4 separate regions of the Zea mays genome follow, and regions 2, 3 and 4 are each linked to region 1. A link is a contact called in public Hi-C data. All regions are on one chromosome and are shown on one strand. The core of a region is the stretch at or near the end of the contact, and the rest is flanking DNA. Distances in the headings are between cores, read along the strand shown.

What was found. A called contact is a pair of places that touch in the nucleus more often than the background predicts.
Region 2: a contact with region 1 is called in a Hi-C map of endosperm, with 2.5 times the contacts expected there. The contact joins the promoter of LOC103626279 here to the promoter of LOC100283858 in region 1. A contact is called at or near these places in 4 of 25 Hi-C or Micro-C datasets (ear, endosperm, leaf and 1 more).
Region 3: a contact with region 1 is called in a Hi-C map of leaf, with 5 times the contacts expected there. The contact joins the enhancer-like site here to the promoter of LOC100283858 in region 1. A contact is called at or near these places in 6 of 25 Hi-C or Micro-C datasets (bundle sheath, ear, endosperm and 2 more).
Region 4: a Hi-C map of endosperm shows a contact between it and region 1, with 2.1 times the contacts expected there. The contact joins the promoter of LOC100501472 here to the promoter of LOC100283858 in region 1. A contact is called at or near these places in 3 of 25 Hi-C or Micro-C datasets (ear, endosperm and tassel).

What each region holds. Positions count from the first base shown.
Region 1 is chr5:42,665,060-42,668,399 of Zm-B73-REFERENCE-NAM-5.0, forward strand. LOC100283858 (60S ribosomal protein L27) reads right to left here and starts at 1,576. Exons shown (of 1, transcript NM_001291614.1): 1 at 991-1,576. The coding sequence starts at 1,515. The coding sequence ends at 1,102.
Region 2 is chr5:42,843,279-42,846,709 of Zm-B73-REFERENCE-NAM-5.0, forward strand. LOC103626279 (heat shock 70 kDa protein 16) reads right to left here and starts at 1,846. Exons shown (of 9, transcript XM_008646666.3): 1 at 436-1,846; 2 at 110-322. The coding sequence starts at 1,608. LOC109939671 reads right to left here. Exons shown (of 8, transcript XM_020537976.1): 8 at 3,326-3,390. The coding sequence ends at 3,326.
Region 3 is chr5:42,415,748-42,418,928 of Zm-B73-REFERENCE-NAM-5.0, forward strand. No RefSeq gene overlaps it. Among protein-coding and RNA genes, the nearest start is that of LOC100276340, 4.5 kb to the right of the region's middle. Within about 2 kb of position 1,409, at least 16 of the 20 cell types and tissues checked have an H3K27ac peak or open chromatin away from gene starts, as enhancers often do. A contact at or near this core is called in bundle sheath, ear, leaf and 1 more, where this site is marked.
Region 4 is chr5:42,886,963-42,890,320 of Zm-B73-REFERENCE-NAM-5.0, forward strand. It overlaps LOC100501472, which reads left to right and starts at 1,897. Exons shown (of 6, transcript NM_001362581.1): 1 at 1,897-2,267; 2 at 3,004-3,131. The coding sequence starts at 2,156.

The sequences.
Region 1 (3,340 bases), core at 326-2,825:
TTTATAATTCGTTTGACTTTTTGAACCGAGATTGACCGGTTCATCTTATTCAATTTTTTTGCAAGAAAATGGAAAATTCAAAGCCATATTTAAAATATATTATATACTAAACGATATCACAGTAAAAATTAATAATAATTACGATTTTTTTTGAAAAGCCAGTCAAACAAATTATAAAATGGAACGAAGGTAGTAGAATTCTTAGGATCCGTTGTATTTTATTTCACGAGTAAATAAAAGATAACAAGAGGCTACAAGCATGATCAACAAACAAATGAGAAACTAAAACTAACTGCCCATTAATTACAAGACAATGAATGAAGCAGCATCCAATGTGATAGCCAACAGCGCTTCGATTCGAACGTATCAAATTTTCCCTAATGTTACTCAAAAATATTTGGAAAGGAATGACTACCCAGCTCCGAAAGGCAGTATGAACAGTATTAAAAAAATTCTTTGACAGGGAGTCAAACAGCATCTAAGTAAAGCATGATTTTCCATGGAAGTTTAATATTCGCAATCAACCCGACATTACAAGTTTAACAAACTAATCAATAGGATAAATAAGATTGTAGCCAATATTTGTTGTCATCTACTTGATGAAACAGTTAATCCTAAAGACACAAATTGAACATTCAACAATTCCATAGAGCCCAGGGCCACTAGCTCAATTCAGCTAAGACCCCCTTTGAATACATGAAATTGAATTTCATTCTAATAATCGTAATTTAGACATATATCAATTAAACTAATATGGTTTTATACATAATATATTTGTATACCTTATGCTACATTTCTACTTTTCATAATTAACCAGATCATCAGGAGAAACAAAAGAGCATACTTGATGAAACACTACTAACAAGATGCATCACAAATGTCTGGCACCAACAAGAAACCCGCAAGCCGTAAAACAGAACAAAATTTTAACCAGACCTATCACGAAAACATGTAACACAACAACGGCATATCTTAGCAAATTTATCTCTGAGAGCCCCAGGACTAAACACGAAATATTCATGGTAATACGAAAACAGAGATGGAGTGTGTCCGATACAACAAATCGACAGCTAAAGCAGGACTATTCGGGAGGCCGAGCATCTAGAAGCGGAGCTTGGTAAAGAACCACCTGTTCTTGCCGGTCTTGAACCTCTCCTCAAGGCGCGCTTTGGCCGTCTTGCAGGCGGCGACCTTCTTGTCGTGGGTAGAGAGTGCGTCGGGCCCACCGGTGGCGACATCCTTGAAATCGACGTCGAGGGTGTAGCGGGTGGGCATGAGGTGAGTGAAGTTGACGAGCTTGATGAAGCACTTGACGCGCGACTTCTTCGCAGTCTTCTTGGCGGAGTCCTTGCGGATCACCTTCTTTGGGTACTTGGCGAGGCCTGCGACGAGGCAGTGGCCATAGGGGCGGTCGCGGGTGCCCTCCTCGAACACGCGCACGATAACTGCCTTCCTGCCGGCGAAGCGGCCCTGGAGGAGGATAACGGCCTTGCCGGGCTTGAGGAACTTCACCATCTTCGGATGCTGCTGCCGCTGCTGCGCCGCCGCCGCCGCCGCCGGGAGTGTAGGGTTTGGGAGGTGTGTCAAATCGGAGCACGGCGAAGAGAGAAGGTTATATAGTGTGGCGGCGCTAGGGTTTCCAGGTGGGTGGGTTTCGGCTGTTGGATCCAGGATCGGACGGTGCTGCCGTGCTCGAGCTTCAGGGGGCGCGGGATGAAGTAGTTCTGGGTCTGATGTAAGGCTCGTCGTCAATGGCCCAAGGCCCAACATGAGCACTACTGTAGCTTTTCTTTGTCGTACAGAAAAAGATCCAGTCGGCCAGTCCAAATTCCATCCCAGCATTCCTTCATGTGCCCCAGCTCTGCAGCTCAACACCGGTCTCATCTCTTCTCTACTCCTTAAGGTTGTGTGAGGCAACTATGTCATCTCCTATCTTATCTTCTTATAGCATATAGTTTGTTCTAACACTACGATCTCGATCAGATGAGGAAAGAAGTCGATGGTGGCAGTGACACGAGTGAGAGGAGGGGGAGGGGCCGGCGGGGTCACAATAGAAGAGGGACTGGGGGAGGCTATGGCGGTGGGGTCACGGGGAGAGGATGAAGAATGATCCAAATAATATTGTCTATTTGATTTACGTGAGTAATAGATATTAAGTTATCTAATGTTCTGAACCGTTGAATTTAATGGTGTTAAATTTGGGTGCAATTTGTTTGGTGGATTTAGTTATTGTTATGAGTGTGGATGATTTGGTCAAGTGAGTTTTGCAAAGTTTAAACTATTGAAATATACAGTAGTATATATTTCAAACTTTACTAAATAAACAATAATGTCTACAATGCAAACAACAGTTTTTTTGTATGGCCTTATGTGCGATCTATTGAAGGTAGCCTAAAATACAAGTTTTCATTGTTCCATCATTTCCACTGTCCCGTTTGTCATGCACAAAGCATGTAGATCCATTCCTCTCCTCCAGCATCTCATAAACAAATAATTTTCGAGATAAGCTTCCATCCATATATGATCGAACAAGGACAACAAAAATATGATAGGCTCGAACCCCCATAGAAGCGGGCGACGAAACAGGAGCCATGAGGGACGTGCGCTCCCTGCCGTTACACCTAAAAATCCTTATCATTTAGTTGTCGGTTTTAGGGCTGAAAAATAAGCTCGAGGCTCACGAGTCGGCTCGAATTTAGAGTGGCTCGGCTCGGCTCGGCTCGAAGCGACTCACGAGCCTCGAACGAGCCGAGCCCATTTCTCGAGCTCATTTTTTCAGCGAGTCGAGCTGAGCCGGCTCATTTCGACTCGCGAGCCGCGCCAAATTGTTTGATTCCGAATAATGATTAATATTAGATAATTTTATGGATAATAGCTTGTTTTTTTAGTCTTTAATGGCGAATATATTACACTTTATAATTTAAATTACTCATAATATTGAATGATGATTCCATATTTCAAATTTATATAATGTTAATTCACTAAATAATGCAATAATCAGTATTAGGAATTAGCTCGCGAGCCAATATCGAGCCGAGTCGAGCCCATTCAATCATCGAGCCGCATCGAGCTGAGCCGAGCCGAGCTTGGCTTAGCTCGTTTCCAGCCCTGGTCGGCTCCCATCTCTGGTGCCGTTGTCGAGGACACACTAAACGCCTCGCTGATGTATTTGGCTCGCCTCGGATGGTCTCTTGTCTTCTGCCTCAACCGCTCTATCATCCATCGGTGCCCATGTCCACTCTAGGGGTGAAAATGGGACGGGTACCGGATACGGGTACCAAAATTACTCGAATTTTTGGATACAGATACATATATTTTTATGTCGGGTTGGATACATGTA
Region 2 (3,431 bases), core at 596-3,095, 180 kb after region 1:
TAAAATAATACAGTGCTGATATAGAGGTCATACATTATTATTATTGGAAGAATCAAACAGAACAGACATCTGGAGCAAAAGACTACAGATCAACAAGCAAAAAGCATACCTGAAAACTACCGATGTCTGTTGAGGTACCAGGAGGCAATTCATTCGCATCCACATAATAGGCATCAAAACTAAAACTGTCGTTCTTCTGTAGAGTAATGATCTTAACACTGGGAAAGGGCAGGCCTCTCCGGAACAATGCATCACTTGACAATGTTGAAACTGGGCCGTCACTAGTATAAAATCCTATGGAAGCAGGGATTGCATCGTGCACCTGAAATACAATGAATGTGTCAACTCTCACTATACAACCAGCAGTCTCTCATGCTCCACATAACATATAGCTTAAACAGATGTTGAATTTGACAAGATAAAGTGCAGTCATACCTCGTATTCCCGAACACGGAACGTAGGACTAAGCATTGCACATTGTAATGCACACCCCCGAGCCACACACTCACTTGAATTGAGTGTGCGACTAGGTTCTTTTCTGAAGAATTCCTTAAGCACCTTGGCAATGGCAGGCACACGAGAACCTGACCCAACGAGTTCCACAGAATGCAGCCTCTCCAATCCAATCCTTGAATCTGTCACCGCCCTGTTGCAAGGTTCAACAACCCTCTCCAGCAGCCTGGCACATAGCTTCTCGAAGTCCTCCCTTCGGATCACCCCCCTCACATCCTTCTCCTCTATCAGGCACTCAATGTTCACCACAGCCTCCGCGTTCGCGCTCAGAACCTTCTTCGCCTTCTCACAGGCTGCCCTCAACCTCATACTGGCCTTGACATTTCCTGTGACATCAATCATGTACCTGTCTTTGAACTCCTCGGCGAAATGCTCGAACAGCACCTCGTCGAAGTCCCTGCCCCCGAGGTCTGCATCGAACCCGTGAGACAGCACCTTCATCCCCGACATGTCGAAAGAGACGACCGCGACCTGTGTGTCGCATTGGCCGACGTCCACGAACGCGACACAGGTGGGACCCCCGGAGCCGCCGAGGTCGGAGCGGTAGAGGCCGTAGCCAAGCGCGGTGGCGGCGAGGTCGTGCATGAGGCGGAGCGGCCTGAGCCCCGCGATGGCGGCGGCGTCGAGGTAGGCTCGGCGCTGCGCTTGAGTGAAGTAGCAGGGCACGGAGATCACGCAGTCGGCTACGGGGGCGCCGCCGAGGTCGGCCTCCGCGAGCTGCTTGAGGTAGGCCAGCAGCATGGAGAGGAGGTGGGTCGGCGAGAGCGCGATGCGGCGGCCGATGTGGTCGGCGTGGACGACAGCGCCGCCACCGACGGCAGCGGGGAAGGGGAGGCGGGACAGGTCGCGGAGTAGGGAGGAGTCCGGGTGCCTCCCCGTGGCGCCCATGAGAAGGCGCTTGACGCTGGAGAAGGGGGCGTGCGCGGACGAGGCGGACGCGGCGTGGCAGCCGATGAGGCGCGCGTTGCGGGAGAAGGCGATGGCGGCGGGGGACTCGCGCTTGGACTCGGCGTTGAGGAGCACGTCGATGCCCCGCTGCCGCGCCGCCGCCGCCACCAGGGTGTCGTTGCCGACGTCGAAGCCGACCACGCTCATCGCCACCGATTTGGGGTTCGATCGGCGCGAATGGGGGAGGCGGGGTGCGATTTGGGGCGCGGTGGATGTAGTTGGAGATGAACCAGAGCGGTGCGCCGGAGGGAGAGGGTACGGTCGGCGCACGCCGCGGTGGTTGTTGGGCGAGGAGGAGCCGGCCCGTGCTTACTCGGCTGTCGCCGACACGTAGGGCCGGTTTCTTTTGCCTACTGCGGGGACGTGGCTCGGCCCTTTTTTCTCTCGGCTCCTTAGTAATTTTGAGCTGTGTTTGATACGTAATCCAACAAATTCGAACTAGCATTTAATTTAGTGTGTGTTTGTTTCCCTTTTAAACTATACTAGATCAGGTGGCGCCCATTCGGGCGCCCTATCCAACACACTATCCAGCACAGAAAGGCATCCATTCAGCACAAGGAAAAACAGGAGTAAGACGCCGCATAAGGACAAACCATAACGGGAGGTATATATATAGTATTGGGAGCTATAGTCCGGCCAATCCACATAATTATGTATATAAACCTAACGCAGTGAACTATAAATGCATCTCTTCATCCAAAAAAGTGAGCACATCATCTGTCATGTGTTCAAACTCCAGGTTTGTCGAGGCTACAAACAACAAATACAAGAATGTGAGTATAAAAGCTCCATAAATACATGTGTCATGTTCCATCCACCAAAAAAAATTGGCATATGAAATCTTCTAATTCACAAGTACCAGATATCGAATGTCCTTATTATCTATCCATATGACTATGAGGTACCTCAAGTAAACTGTTTTCTAAAATTTACACTATTCTTGGCTTTGACATGCATGTGGTCAAACTTTCTCGCAGTAAGGCATGTGGTCAAATTTACACTATTCTTGGCTTTCACTCGATAACACAAAATGGTACTACTTGAACTGATTAATGTCTTAGTCCTCAAATCAGGAACACACAATGGAATTTTGTTGGCGTTACTAAGGCAGTAAGGCATCAACATTTAGGATCATTTTTAACACTCTATTCTGTAAGTGACATGGAAGATATACTTCTCCAAAGAACTTTTTTCTCAAAATAGTTCTAGGTAATGCAAATTTTAATCCTCAGCTATTGTGCATAAGCCAGACATAATCTTGTCATAATTTGGTACTTGAACAAATGTTAAATAAATATTGTTTACAAGTAACAATATACAGTACAACGCAAAAACATTCACGTACATGAAAACAAACGATGATCTTTTTATCATTATCACTGTGAATAAAATGAATGATAATATGCTTTTCTTCAAAACTGTATTATCAGCTGGCGGTGTTTTTCAAATCTAAGTTGGACCAGCTATTAGTGAAAGTGTGATTTATCTCCCCCACCAAAGAGGTGACCATCATTTACCATGAATGTGCCTAAACGGCAAACAAGTTCAAACAACCTCTAAAGTCCATCATCAATAGTTCTGTCACATAGCCATGCATGATATATGCAGTCAAACAAACACAAAAGCAACTATATGAATAGGCAAACCTAGAACAACTTCCTTTTAATTGCTGCATGTTTACCTCCTATCTGCAGAAATTTCTGGGGTTCTTCTACCTGCTCAATGTTGTTAGATTACCATTAAACTTGATGTCACTCAACATGTAATCAGAAGCAGGGGAACATCAGGGACATGCAGATTATCTCACCTGATGGTAGGTTTTGCCATTCTCTGTATCGTAGATCCAGCGACCAACAACCCGGACTCATAGCGCCTGGTTGTGCTTCTTGGCCTTGACATCTTGCACTATGACCTCCAGCGGTTGCGGACCTGTGCAAAGAATGAATCCTCATGTACCCACATTTCCATGT
Region 3 (3,181 bases), core at 159-2,658, 250 kb before region 1:
AGGGGCACGATTAAGTGAACCCTAATTCGCCACCAGTAAACGAGCAGCCGCCCACCTCTCGCCTAGCCACCGTCAAGATGGTAAATCAATCAAGATAGAATTAGTATACTAGGTCAAGCAAGCATTTGAAAGTACTAAGCACATGCCAAGAAATATGGTAAATCGGTAAGTCGAGTACCTGAGTGAACCTGCCAACAGACTTTATCCTCACCTATCATGAGAAATGGTCTCCCATTGCAGTTATGGTGGGTACAACGACGGTCACTGCATGGCTGGGTCCGGGGCAGTGGAGCATTGTACCCAAGGCAGTGAGGCTCTGATCCATTGACGGGGAATTGATGGGGACGGTAGACGTTTGTGGGGACGGAGTTCCCCTACATGTCATGTGTTTAGGTTTACCTTGCAATGTTAAAACTCGATTTGAATCGTTTGCTTCTTGCAGCTAATGAGACTGCTTGATACATGTTGTTGCATCGAGTAAGAAGTGTAATAAGGTTTCATGATATAAAGTGTTGTTTGCTATAAATGCTTGTTACCATGTGGTGATTAGAAGGATGCTAAGATAATTTAAGGAATATTCTAGAACTTGAAAAGCTAAAACTTGACTTAGACTCAGATAGTGCTTTCGGTAAAACAATCCTCTCAGCCACATAACTTCATGGTCTAGAGGTAGAGGTGTAGACTCCTCACACCAGATAAGTCTAGCTGAGTATTAGTATACTTAGCCTTGCTTGTGGCACCAAAATATTTAGGTATCTTGCATGAAATGGTTGATGGTGTGACTTGGCCTTCCACCCTGCCATCGGGTTGGACAGTTGAGTGAGATGCTGCCTCTGCAGGAGAGGACCAGGAGTAGTTGGCCAGGATTCGCCATACTTCCCAGTTATCTTCGTTAGTTAATTTCCGCTGCACTAAAAACTATGGTTTACTACCCTGAACTCTGAAGATGTAATAACTATTGGTGCTCTTAAATTTGTGGTATTATGCTTTATTATATTTCTTTGTGTCTCACCTTCGAGTGAGCAAGTGACATTCGATCTGGTATAAGTGGTTTTTATCGGACTAGATCCGACAGACTGATAGTTTATTTTGATTTTAGTGTGTCACTGCAGGGGCGGGCCCATAATGAAACAAGGGTATTCAGTTGAATACCCAGTATTTTTGGTAAAAAAAAATTATATATACATGTATATGCTATATATATACTCTGAAATATTGAAAATACATGAATATACTCTGCTCGGCATACATGGCCTTCCATAACATATTAACATGCTCGACCCATCTGGCCGGCTTGCCCATTAGGTCTGCAACAGTGCCACTGTGTGTCTGCGTCACTCCGCTGCCCCAGCACGGCAGCACTCTAGCCACCATCGGCCAGGCGCTAGCGCTAGCCGCCAGGCTAGCCGGTAGGCCGCAGGCGGTAGCCCGTGCATCCAGCCACACCCAGGCTCCCGCAGACCTGCAGTCCCGCTTGCTCTTGGCCTCTTGCTTGCTTGCTGCTAGGCTGGCTACCGGCTACCGCTTGCTGCCCACCCACATGCCACAATGAAACAAGGCTTTGCCGCTTGCCTGTTGGTATGCTCGCCCAGCCGCTTGGTTTCACTAATTTGATTTGAGCGTATCTTAATTTGTTTTAGACTAGGCATTGAATTGAGTGTATTGTGATTTATTTGCAGATTTGAAAATAAAGAGGAAGAGCAGTGCTACCACTGATCTAAGAGCTTTTTTATCAAGAGCTGCTGCAAAAAAGAAGGATATTGTTGCTCCATCTTCCAATGAAAGAGAGATGTAATTGGTGATATTTCAAGAACAGACTGAAACTAGTAATGCAACACCCGCAGAACAAGAGAGGGTTGAGCCTGAACCTCCAATAATAGTAGATGTTGAAGACAATGATGATTTTGAATTAGTGCACTTGAATGGGACAACATCGAGTGAGGATAATGATAGTGATGATAATGATATTTATGGCATTGAGCATGATCCTGGATTGAGGACTCCAATCTCAAGCTATTCTATTAATATCCAAGATGCAGTTAGAAGGGCCTATATTGCATTAGGGCCATGTCGACCAAAGATGAAGAAGGATGATTTTCCCCAACATGAATGTGGAGGTATGCGTCGCTTCCTACCAAAGTGGTTTTCCGAGTTTAGTTGGCTTGAGTATAGTGTGGATAAAGATGCTGCATATTGTTTTGTTTGCTATTTGTTCAAAGTTAACAACAAATTACCCGGTGGAGATGCTTTCGTTAATGAAGGATTTAGAAATTGGAATGTTAAAGCTAGTTTGCTTAAGCATGTTGGTGTTGTTGATAGTGCTCATTGTGAAGCTGAGGAGAAATATAATTTATTTTTGACACCTAAAGCATCAATCCGTGAGTCAGTTGCCTCAAATACTTCATTGTATAAGGCTCAATACCTAGCTCGTTTGACATGGTCACTTAAGTGCATAAGATTTCTGTTGCATCAAGGGTTGGCTTTTCGTGGTCATGATGAGGGAAATAGTTCAATTTTTTCTCTAGTACAATTTCGAATACCCATTCTTTAAATCCTGGGCCCGCCTGCCTCTAAGACGGGACTTAGGCACTTAAACTGGAATAATCTTGGCGGTTCCACCACAAAGACCTTCGCTATCATCCCATACATTGGCAGACGAAGGCCAGCTCGGAAGAAGCTTCTAAAAAGTATGACCTCCTTGCTCTTTGGCTTCGGAGTTGTCTTATCACCAGCAAGCCGTACCTTGTCCTTATCCCAAAGTAGCCAAGCTATTTCATCTCCTTCAAGTCCTTCTCCTTCGGAATAGATCGACCCATCTCAATATAGCTTGGTTTGGATGGCCTATCTTCGTGCCCTTCTACGGCAACCTTCGAGCTGCGCTTAGATTTTAGAACCGACGAAGCCTTCATGACTTCAGAAATCGGCGCCATAGAAATTGGCACAGTATCCAAAGCATTCTCATCACTTTGGCAGGCCTCTGAAGTAGTGGGGGTGGCTACCCTAGCAGTTGTGTGAATTCTTGCATCTCAACAGGGGATTGACCCAAAGAGATTTTTTTCTGAAGCTAGCTTTAAAAAACGGGTTGTGACAGAAAGCTTCGGAGTCACAGGAAAAGGCTACAACAAGTAGGTGAGGACAGTAAATGTGATCCCGCCTCGCACACTCTTATGTTTTTAAACAG
Region 4 (3,358 bases), core at 647-3,146, 220 kb after region 1:
GGTGATGGGGAAGGAAACCATCCTGTCCTCATTCCTCACGTACCGCCTCACGAACTTCTCTTGATCTAAACAAGTCCATTGACTTATTAAAATTATACTAAAATTAATATTTTGCATATTACAAAATAGGCAAACTAAACTCTAAAGTATATGTCTCTTATAACTTTAAATCTTGTTTTTCAATTTATATTTATTTGATATAATTAATTTAAATTTATCTTTAAATATTGCACTTCTTAATGGAGACGGATTCCCCGCATAGATAAATTCCCCAACAGAGATGTAGATGGGAGAAAAACCTTCCTCATGAGCATTCACGTGGATAAGGCCTCATTTCAAAATCTATACAGGGCCTCGGATTTCACCGGCACGACCCTGTTCAATAGACTGAACATTTAAAACATTAGTCACACAAAAATGCATGAGCTTCCCGCTATGACATTTTGTACAAAACTCCACATGATGTGCTCACCAAACAAACCCGAGAAAACAATCTTTAGTATTTGATAGAATGCAATCAACATGTGGGGTAAAGATTAAAGATATGATAGAGTCCTTTATGGTTGACCAAAAAATACAGTATATGTTATCCATAAGGAAAATATTAGGCACGAAGTGCATGTTCTAAAGAAAATGAAAGCTTAGAGCAACTCCAGTAGTTCTCTAAAAGACTTCCTAAATCAATAATTTAGGTAGTTAACATGAAAACTATTCTCCAACAGTTCTCTAAATGAACTTTCTAAATTTAACAACTTATCATCTAACCTCATTTTCTCTCTACATTTGGCAACCATTTAACAACTCCCTAAACAAAAATGTTGACTGCATTATATAGTTTTTGTGACTTATTTTTTATGTGGATAAATATAAAACAAAATTACAACCTATATTTAGAGAACTATTGGACAACTCACATTTTTTTACTCCAAAAGTCATTTAGCAACTTCTTAAATCTGTGATTTAGAGAGCTAAAATTTATATAACTATTGGAGTTGCTCTTATATGCATAAAAAAATCTAGAACTTAACAAGTTGAATATGCTAAAATGTACATAAACCAGATGTCTACTCAATGAATCACCAAAATGAGTTTTTATTAATTTATCCAAGTCAGAATAGAAATAACAATCCCAAATTTATGATGTATTTTCTCATTCAGTAGACTCACGAAGGCGCAACATTGAGATGTTCAACCGAAGTTCGTTATGGTAACGGTGACCGCTGCATGCACGTATTCAATTCAACTTTTGGATATTTTTGTGTGCATTATGGCTGCATAGGTTGATTTCAAACAAATGCAAGGTTAGTTTTAAAGGATGATGTAGGATGACCGTCGAAATTGTTGCTTTAATATAGTAGAAATATTCTATACTAAACATAAATAGAAAGTATAGCAACATACGAGCACTTTACTTGTCTATAAAAATTATAACTTTAGAACCATCACAGTGTGTTAAATATTTGCTAATGTAGGAGCATCTCCAAAAGCCTCTCTATATTCTTCCTAATCTATATAAATAGATTTTTTTTATAAAAAATATCCTCTAACAACTTATCTAAATATAGCTATTTTCTATTTTGGGTTAGCTAGCTAAATACAGAGTGCAAATAAGATATAGAAAGACTGTTGCAGACTAAGAAAAAATATAGAAAGTTATTTTGATATAAATGGTTCTTTAAATAATAATTTAGAGAGTGGAATTTAGAAAAACTTTTGGAGTGCTCTAAAAGTCAACTATTCTAGAGTTTGTAGGGACACTTTAGAGTTGGATTTGAAAGGTCAGATTTGATGAGATGGAAGGTCGCTCCGGCCCCGGCCCCGGCCCCACCCCCAGTTAGGTAATAAAAGCCGTGCCCAGGCAAAAAAAAAAAAAAATATCGGGAAAAAGCTACAGAACGGACGGAAAATTGACGACCTCTCCCGTTCCGGCGGCCGACCGTGCACGATCGTCTGCCTGCCCTGCTCACCCACTTGCCGTCGCACCGGCTCCGTTCCTTCTGCCCCACTACCGCCATCCCAACCGGCAAGCGCGCCACCGCCTTCTCCACCCTCGCCCACCTTGCTGCCGCAGTCGCCCATACCGCTACCGCGCCCACGCCCGCCTCGAGGGCCCGACGCCAGAGGGGCTGCCCTCGATCTGACCCCACGGGGTAGGATGGACAAAGGGAAATCGGTGGTGGCCGAGCTGGCGGCGTCGTTCAGCGATGTCCGTGTCACGCCGCGCCAGAACCCCAAGACCAAGAGCTTCCTACCGTCGCCCTCCTTCTGTAAGCTCCCTGCCGCCTGTTCGCTTATGTTGGGTAACTAGCTAGTCTGACTGTGTATTGGTTATAGCTGCTTAGAATGATTGATTTCGTGTGTTGGTGTCTCCTGCAGAACGAAATATGTGCATAATTAAGAATTTTCTAGGATGATAAAGCAGTGATGGGTTTGATTGATTCACTTTAGGGCATGTTTGATACATAGCTAGTTACTAGTTGGGGCTAAATATTAGTCCAAATTAGCTATGTTGGCTTGCTAGTTGGTTAACAACTAGTTGAAGACTTGTCTAAAAAATTAGCCCTCGTGTTTAGATGCACGATAGCTAATTTGATTGCCAAGCTATTGATTAGCCCTTGTATCCAAACAGGCCCATAGTTTCTAGTATTAGTGTTGTGTGCTTCGCTTTGATCATTATGTTAATTTATGGGATTTCAGGAAGATACTAAACTCCCACCGATTGACATGTATTCCATATTTATAATTGTTTCATGGATAATTTTTATGGCCAACTGCCAAGAAGATGACATACAAAAGTTAGTTTATATTGAACAGAACTGAAACCTTCATCACTAAATTGAAATGAATAAATGGTGCATTGTGTTGATAAACTCATCGAGATTACTTTATCAATTATTGTGCAGACCAGAATAATTCAATCTTACTCTGTATTGGTTTTCAATTGTTCTTGTCATTGCATATGCAGCGTTATCTCCAAATATTGACTTCAAAATTGTACTTCAGATTCTTCCTCGAAGAAAGGTAAACCTCAGAAATTGGTCAGCTTGTGCCTTGGCACCCTTGGTCAGCATCTTGAAGATATCATCACTGATATTTCAGAATTTGCTGCCTTATTTCCACCCCACATAAAGGTATCTTTATGCATCAATATCTTTTATTTGGTTGTCAATTTGCCTCAGTGTCGAATAAAATATTCATATATTATACTCCGTCTGTCTCAATTTATAATTCATTTGAAATTTTTGTAACAAGTTTGACCGGTTCGTCTTATTCTTTTATTTTTGCGAAAAATGAAAAATTCAAAGCCGTATCTAAAGTATATTATGTGGTAAACGATATCACAGTAAAAGTTAATAAC